2 separate regions of the Sus scrofa genome follow, and region 1 is linked to region 2. Evidence: chromatin contacts called from public HiChIP or PLAC-seq data. All regions are on one chromosome and are shown on one strand. The core of a region is the stretch at or near the end of the contact, and the rest is flanking DNA. Distances in the headings are between cores, read along the strand shown. Region 1 holds the start of MB21D1 (cyclic GMP-AMP synthase). Region 2 holds the start of SLC17A5 (sialin).

Evidence for each region. HiChIP or PLAC-seq counts read pairs in DNA pulled down with a chosen protein or histone mark.
Region 1: an H3K27ac HiChIP or PLAC-seq map of alveolar macrophages shows a contact between it and region 2. The contact joins the promoter of MB21D1 here to the promoter of SLC17A5 in region 2. A contact is called at or near these places in 2 of 5 promoter capture datasets (fetal liver and liver) and 1 of 2 datasets of contacts at active chromatin or transcription factors (alveolar macrophages).

What each region holds. Positions count from the first base shown.
Region 1 is chr1:92,480,929-92,485,295 of Sscrofa11.1, reverse strand. It overlaps MB21D1 (cyclic GMP-AMP synthase), which reads right to left and starts at 2,043. Exons shown (of 5, transcript XM_013985148.2): 1 at 1,285-2,043. The coding sequence starts at 1,866. It also overlaps the pseudogene LOC100515766.
Region 2 is chr1:92,285,537-92,289,425 of Sscrofa11.1, reverse strand. It overlaps SLC17A5 (sialin), which reads right to left and starts at 2,605. Exons shown (of 11, transcript XM_003121410.4): 1 at 2,375-2,605. The coding sequence starts at 2,468. It overlaps LOC106506626 (a long non-coding RNA gene), which reads left to right and starts at 2,640. Exons shown (of 3, transcript XR_002344120.1): 1 at 2,640-2,728.

The sequences.
Region 1 (4,367 bases), core at 794-3,293, 200 kb before region 2:
CTGTCGTCTTCACGTGGCCAATAGCCACTTCGAGACACAGCACCTTCTTCATCTGGAACTTGATCGTGGACTTCACTTCATCAACTTTGGCCACCATATTCTCATTGTGGGTCAGCAAGGAAGGGAACTTGCCAGCCTTATTCAGGCCAGGGCCCAGGATTCATGGAATCTGCTTGATTAGAGACTCTGAAGCCAAAAAGGCATCATACTTCTTGGCCAGCTTCTTGACCAGTTTCTTATTCTTGTTGAGTTTCTTCAGTGCCTCGATGTCCATGTGTGGGATATCCACAGCCTTGGCCTCATCACAATGCTGCTGGTCTCCCAGAATACAAACGGAGAACTTGGGGCGGGGAGTAGACTTAGGCCTGAGGTGCCCGAGAAGCGTCTGTGGGTCATAGTTCTTCAGGCTGATTTGAAGCTCCACCATCTCCAAAAACTTCCTGCGCTTGTGCTGGTTCCGTGCAGGACTTCCTGCACCGCCTTGTAGAGGGTGTCCTGAGAGACTTTGCTGCTCATGACGCCTGGCGCAGCGATAACCAGAAAAGAGCGTTCTCTATTTCTAACTAGTAACTTTCTCTTTCGTTTGGACACTTTATACAATAGAACTGATTGATACTTAGGTAATATGCTCAAGATATACAGATAGTCCAATGAAAGTTTTGTTCACTTGGTTTTCAAGATGCCTTAGAATTATATGAGTGTTCTTCTTTGCAGAACAGATGTTGACTCACAGACATTGAAAAACTTACGGTCTCCGGAGGAGACAGTTTGGGGGGTGGGGGGGATGTGCTTGGGCTGTGGGATGGAAATCCTGTGAAATCAGATTGTTATGATCATTATACAACTACAGATGTGATAAATTCATTTGAGTAATAAAAAAATTTTTAAAAATAAAATAAAGAATTATATGAGTGATCGTCAGTGCTAAAAGAGTTTAAGATCCAAAAACCAACACACACAAGGTCTTCCTACAATAAACAAACATCACTGAGTCCACATCAGTAAAATGAGCAGCTGTACAGTGTTCAAAGTTTCTTAAAACATTCTGTGACAAGGAGGCTTACAATCCAGATGGGAAGCCAAAACAAAACAGCGGTTTGTTTTTTAATTTACTTTAATTAAAGAATTGTTGGTTTACAACGTTGTGTCAATTTACGAAACAGCGTTTTAATTAGAAATACGTCACAAGCCACAAAAGAACAAATCTAAGTTACTTCCCCAGTACCCCTGGGAGGTTGGGTGTTGGGGGTGGGGGGCGGACCGCAGGGGTGTAGGGAAACTCACCTTCACTCGCTCATAGTAGCTCCCGGTGCGCAGCAGGGCAACGCCTTTGAACTCGGACTCTCCGCCCTGCAGCCTCCGCAGCAGGTGCTCCACGACCCAGTTCACCACCTCCGCCGCTTCTGAGATTTCGTGGCGGCTCAGCCTCACCTTCTCCAGCACCGTCTGGAGCTTCCAGGCGCCGGGGGGTGCCTCCATCCGCGCGGGGGCTGCGAGCTCTGTGGCCCCGGCCTGGGGTCTCAGTTCCCGCGCCGAGCGCGCCTCTCTCGCGCGGCAAGATCCAGCCCTGAGAAGGGAAGCCCCCTGGGCCGAAGGAGGCTCTACCCTTTCGGAGGGAGCCGATGGGCCCTCCGCCTGGTCCTCGGCGCGGGCCGTCCTCGTGCGTACCTGCGGCTTCTCCCGGGGGTCCGGGCCGCTCTTCTCCCGTCGGCATCCCGACGCCCTGGAGGGGCCGTTCCTCCGTGCGCCAGGCCGGGCGGCCTCGGGCACCGTTGGAGCGCCATTTACACTCCGCGCTGAGGCCCTGGGGCCAGCGGCTCCCACCTCTGAAGCTGTCCGCGTGGACTTTCCCCGCCGGGCCGCCATGGCTGGCGCTCTCTGCAACCCAGTGGGAGACCGGCTTCTGGCAAAGCCACGGCCGGAGGAACCAGCAGACACCTCAGGAAATGAAACTTAAAAACTCAGCGGGAAGGAAGCAGCAGTAGGGCTCGCAGGGTAAGGGCGCGCGGAAGCCCGCGCTCAGGGGGCCACGCCCCTTCCCCGCCTTGCCCGCTTTCTCAGCTTCGGGGTGTGCGGTACCTGGGCGGGGACCAGGCAAAACCTAACCCAGCGAAGCACAAAACAGCTTTGGGAGCTTGGAAAGGGAGATGCCTTTGCTGGCCTGTTACCTAAACGCTTTCTAGAAAACTCTAGACCTTCTCGCACATTGAAATTGCCGGAGAACCTTTTTCAATGTAAGTTTAAATAAAGGGTTTCTTTAATTAGTGGGAAATAGAAATTGTTCAGTTTTTACCAAATGGAATGAGATGTCAATTGACTGTAATTGGAATAGTTCTAATTATTTGACTTTTTAAAAGCATGTATAGTCTTGGAGTTCCCATTGTGGCACAGTGGTAACGATCCTGACTAGTATCCATGAGGAGGAGAGTTCAATCCCTGGCCTCTCTTAGTGGGTTAAAGATCCAGCAGTTGCTATGGTGTGTAGGTCACATACACAGCTTGGATCCTGTGGCCTAGGCCAGCAGCTGTAGCTCAGATTGGACCCCCTAGCCTGGGAACTTCCATATGCTGTGGGTGCAGCCCTAAAAAGACAAAAATAAATAAATAAATAATAAAATATAGTAAAAGCATGAACAATCTTAAACTGTAGTTGGGTTTTTTTCGGTGTTTGTCTTTGGCCTGCACCTTTGGCATATGGAAGGTCCCAGGCTAGGGGCTGAGCTGGAGCTGCAGCTGCAGGCCTACGCCACAGCCACGCTGGACCCTGCAGCATCTGCATCCTACCCCACAGCTTGCAGCAACACTAGATCCTTAACCCACTGAGTGAGGCCAGGGATCTAACGGCATCCTTACAAAGACTATGTTGGGTTCCTAACTTGCTGTACCACAAGAGGAACTCCTTAGAAATGTTTTGGTTTTTTTTTTTTTTTTAATATTTGACTGCACCTGTGGCATGTGTAAATTCCCTGGAACCTGAGCCACAGCGGTGACTATGCCAAATCCTTATCCATTAGGCCACCAGGGAACTCCTTAACTGTAAGTTTTTATAGGGGAGGTTTATCCATTGGTTCTCAAAAACCTGTCTAAAAATGGCACTTATATTTTAAATAATCCAAACTACTTCCACCGTTATGATTTCAGAGTATCTCAGTACAGGCTTCAAGCATCTAATTCTAAAACCAACTTCTTTACAAAAATACATCTTAAATAGGAACTGTCTGGCTTAGCATGCCTTGGTTCTTTTTTTTTAACCATCCTACCCATTGCTAAGTGTAAATGTTACAGTGACAGTAAATACATTCACATTGTTGTGAAACCATCACCACCATCCATCTCAGAATTCTTCATCTTGCAAAACCGAAACTACCCATTACACCATAACAGCCCATCCCCCTGGTCTCTCTGGCTTCTGGTAACCACCATTCTACATTCTGTCTCTTTGAACCTGACTACTCCAGGTATCTCATGTGAGTGGAATCATACAGTATTAGCCCTTTTGTGATGGGCTTATTCCCTAAAGATAATGTCTTCAAGGTTTATCTATGTACATTGCAGAATGTATCAGCCTTCCTTTTTAAGGATGAATAATTTCATTGTATGTATGTACCATATTTTGTTTATCCATTCATTCATCTGTCAGTGGACAAAAATGCCTTGATTACTCTTTCAAAAGGTTTCTCTGAAATCAGTTTTTTGTTTTGGTTTTTTTGTGGGGTTTTTGCCACACCCATTGCATATGGAAGTTCCTGGGCCAGGTATCAAACTGAGCCACAGCTGCCACCTACACTCTGTGGCAACACCAGATCCTTAATCCACTGTGCCACAGTGTGAGCTCCTGAAACCAGTATTTTGATCTTCTCTTTGAATTGTGATGTAAGAGATATTTTTCTTTTGCAAACTGGAAGGAGGACTATTGTGTCATTAGGCTTGTTCTCAAGTAGACCAATTTCAGGGAAGAGTGAAATGGAAGTTGAAATGTAGAAAGCCATTTCCTTAGAACTCTGGGTGCCCTTGGCCATCTTCCAGGCTGTATAGGAGTATGCCTGTTCCATTCTGAAGACCTCTGCTCTGTAGTTCTGTTTTTGCCTTCCACGGGCTCCAGTGCTTGTCATGGAATCCTGTAAATGACTCTACAGCTGGCTTAATGCTGGATTCCAGTTATTTCCAGACTCTTCTAAAGTGCACTGGTGTTAGCTTAACCAAAAACGTGCAAGCAATAGTCCTCCGGGCCAGAATCAAATACCTCATCTCCTGACCTGTCACAGGAGAAAAGTTTGTACCTTGCTCAATCTTGCAGTAGCAATTAGTGTGCAGATCATAAAAGGAATGACTGTTTAGTTGGATCTTGATATGGGATTTGGACTTTA
Region 2 (3,889 bases), core at 1,356-3,855:
ATGTGAGAAAAACAATGTATATATTTGTGTGACTGGGTCACTTTGCTGTACAGTAGAGAAAACTGACAGAACACCGTAAACCAGCTATACTGGAAAAAAATAAAAATAATTTAAAGTAAAAAATAAACAAAAAATAAATCAAGCAGGGATTATTTTGCAAAGCAATGAGTTAATTTTTTTTCTTTTTCAATCTACTCTATGAGGCATATTTTACATACAATAACCTGCACCCATTTCAAGTGTTCAGTTTGGTGAATCCTGACAAATGTATACATCTCCACACCCTAATCAAGACGCAGAACTTTTCCATCACCCCGAAAAGTACCCTAGTGCCTCTCTGCAGTCAATTCCTTCTTGCCTGTAGCTTCCATGAGACCACTGATCTGCTTCCTGTTATTACAGATTAGTTTTGCTTCTTTGGAACTTCATACTGATGGAATCAGACTTTAATATGGTGGTTTTTTTTTTTTTTTTTTTTTTTTTTTTTTTAGGGCTGCACCTGTGGTATATGGAGGCACCCAGGCTAGGGGTCCAATCAGAGCTGCCAGCTTACACCACAGCTCACAGCAATGCCGGATCCTTAACCCACTGAGCAAGTCCAGGGATCAAACCCTTGTCCTCGTGGATACTCGTCAGGTTTGTTACCGCTGAGCCATTATGGGAACTCCGTGGTGGTTTCTTTTGGATCTGAGATTTGTCCACGTTGTTATATGTATCAGTAGTTTCTTTTTATTACTGAGAATCTGTGGATATACTACAATTTGTTTATCTATTCACCTGTCGATGGAATGTTGGGCTGTTTTCAGTTCTTTACTATTTTGAATAAAGCTGCTACAGACATTGTGTAGCATATGGTATGTCTGTATAACTTTAAAATAGATGGCCAAACTGTTTTTCAAAGTAGTTGTACCCTCCTACATTCTTACTAGCAAAATATCAGAATTCTAGTTATTCCATATGTTTGCCAATATTTGGTATCTTGAGGTATTTTAACTTTAGCCATTCTAATAGTTGTGTAATGGCTCACTATGGTTTTAATATGCATTTTCCTGATAATTAATGATGTTTAACATTTGAGCTAAAATTTGATTATACATTTTTCCCAATTGCCACAGAATATAGTAGTCTCCAGAGAATATCTATATTACAGTATTTGTTTCTGTATTTCTACACTAGATTACTGTACAGAAGAGAATTATATAAATCTCATAGCGCACAGAAAATGATCAGTTTGTGGAACTAAGTCCGACTTCCAAGTAAAACATCACTATGATACAGTATTTACATTAAGCTTCCAGGAAAATAGGCTCCCAGCTGCCAGATGGAGCTACAGTGTTGCGACCTCTACCGCCACCATCTGGTAACGTTAAAAACAAATTTAAAAGATGCACAGACTATACAGGTCTTGGTGGAGAAAAGTCAAATTTCTAAGTCAACTCTGTTTCTCATGTTTCTTTTTCATGTTCCTCTGTTTCTTCTTGAAGGTATAGAATGTCTGCAAACTGGTTTATTTTTTAGTTTTAATTTCTTTAAAAAAAGTATCAAATAGCAATCTATTTTAATTTCCCTAAATTCTGGGAAGATGTGTTCCTCCTTTTCCATTTGTTGCAAGATTTGGGCAAATTACTTTAGATCTTTATGGAGAGCTTGCCTATCTTGAGGATAACCTGTCTCCTAACTTAAATCATAGACTGCTACGACTTAGCTATAGAGGGGAAAAAAAAGTATGCAATACATTTTTTCTCTTATTGCATAATTTCAAGATATTCGCTCACCGGTTATCCAATCATTTCCCTCTATTTACTCACAAATGTTGACCTCAGCCCGTTTTCGTCTCCCTTCCACGCCTAGGGAGCTCGCTACCAGATCACATGCCGAGGAGCAGCTGTGGCAACCTGGCAGCGACAGGGAGGAAGAGCCGCGGCTCGATCCCACCCTCTACCCTTCAATTGCAGGTTTCCTCCAGTTCACTCTTCCCCAGGATCCTCCGCTTCGCCCTCTGACCATTAATTTCCAAATTCTTCCCCAGTTCGTCTTCCATGGGGTTCCCTGCCCAATACTACCAAAAATCGCCGGGAGCCCAGAGCCCGCAGCGTACAGCTGCCTTAGGCCCCGCCGTAGGTCCGCCGGCTGCACCTGCCGAGGCCCCGGGGCCGCACCTGTCGAGGCCCGGGGGCTTCCGCCCGGCCCGGCTTGGCCTCACAGCCCCATCCGCGCCCTGGGCCCCAGAGCGGCTTCTGAGCACCCGAGCTGGGAAGGCTGGGGGCCGTGAGTGGGCTCCTGGTCCTCAGTCCCCTGTGGCCTAAGCATCTCTGGACACCCCCATCTTGGGACCACCGCCCGCCCGAGCTTCCTCGGTCGAGCAGCTGCTCACCGGTTTCCGCCCGCGGGGCGTGCTGCAGGAGCGGCGTGCAGTCCGAGCCCTCCTCGCAGTCGCTCGGGGTCGTGTCGGGGACCGGGGACTTCATGACACCTCCGCGGAGCTGCTGTGCAAACCACCCCGCGGAAAAGAGAGCTTCGGTGGTACTGCCGAAACCCCCCGGCAGCGCAGGGCCGCTGGCACCGCTGGCACCGCCCCTAGCCTGCCCTGCCCACCGGCCCCGTCCCGTCACAGGCCCCGCCCTTCGGCCTCGTCCTGTCGCAGGCCCCGCCCATGGCGGCACGCAGGCCCCGCCCCCGCCGCCATCTTCGCTCAGGCTGCTCTGCTGGCGGGGCGTCCCCTTGCGAGGTGCTGGCTCTCTCCTTTCATCCGCTGGCCGCAAGGTCTAGGCTGGCCGGGTCGCTGGCGCCCTCAAGGATGGTGCTCACCTCCTGTGCGCTGCCTTGTGAAGCTTGGTGCTGCCCCTCTGGGAGCAGGGGTGGCTGGGAACCCGGAGGCGGGTGGTGGGGGCTTATATCTCGCATTGTTGAGGGGAGGGCTTGGACCAAACTGGGGTGGGTGGTGTGTTTGTGTTCAGTTAAAGTAGTGAATTGCCATGAATATTAGCAACCCTGGTAGCATGTTGCCCCGAGGATCGCTTTTGAGGAGGAAAACAGTGAATAGAAACATCGTTGAATCCTATGCAGTTGCCCATTTTGTAGGTCAAATAACCCAATAACAACAGTTTCATACTTTCACCCTATGGAATCATCTGACGTATATGTTATGTCTCCACAGATCTAATTGGAACAGGTTCGCTTGGCATTTGCTAAGCTAGAAGCACTAAGAAAATGCACTGGCGTGCCTTGGGGGGTTGGAGTGGGGGTGGAACAGAGCTGTTGTGACCACAGGCAGTTATCGTGGGTAAGAATGAACTGGAGATGAAAGGGAAAATAACATAAGGAGATGCTCTTCAAGAGTTCGCTGTAGGTGGGAAGGCTCAAAAGCCGCCGGTGCAGTCAGCCAGGTCCGAAGAGTGGCCAGGTGGAAACAAGTTGAGAGGGTCCATTGGGAAGGGTGGCACCTGCAGGCGTCTCTGACCTCCAGATGGTAAATGCTAGGAAGGTTATCATGTTAAAACTAGAACAAGGCCTTGTTCCTGAGTTTACTGAAATCATCATGTAGATTTTAAACTCTGAGGATTCTGGCCCTTTGGGAATCTTGTAGAGCAATGCCACTTAAACCTGAATGCAGGAAATCACCAAGGCAGTTCCTTTTAAAATGCAGGTTCAGCATTAGCAGGTGTGATGTGGTGGTTTAATTAAACATTTAAAAAATCATTATATGGCTTTTATTTTTTAAATTTAATTTTAATTTTTTACATTTTTGGGCCACCCAGCAGTCTCAGGCCAGGGCTCAGACATGAGCCACAGCAGCGGCAATTCTGGATCCTTTAACCCACTGTGCCAGGCCAGGGATGGAACCTACCTCCTGGCGCTGCAACCAACCTCTTTGTACTACAGTGGGAAA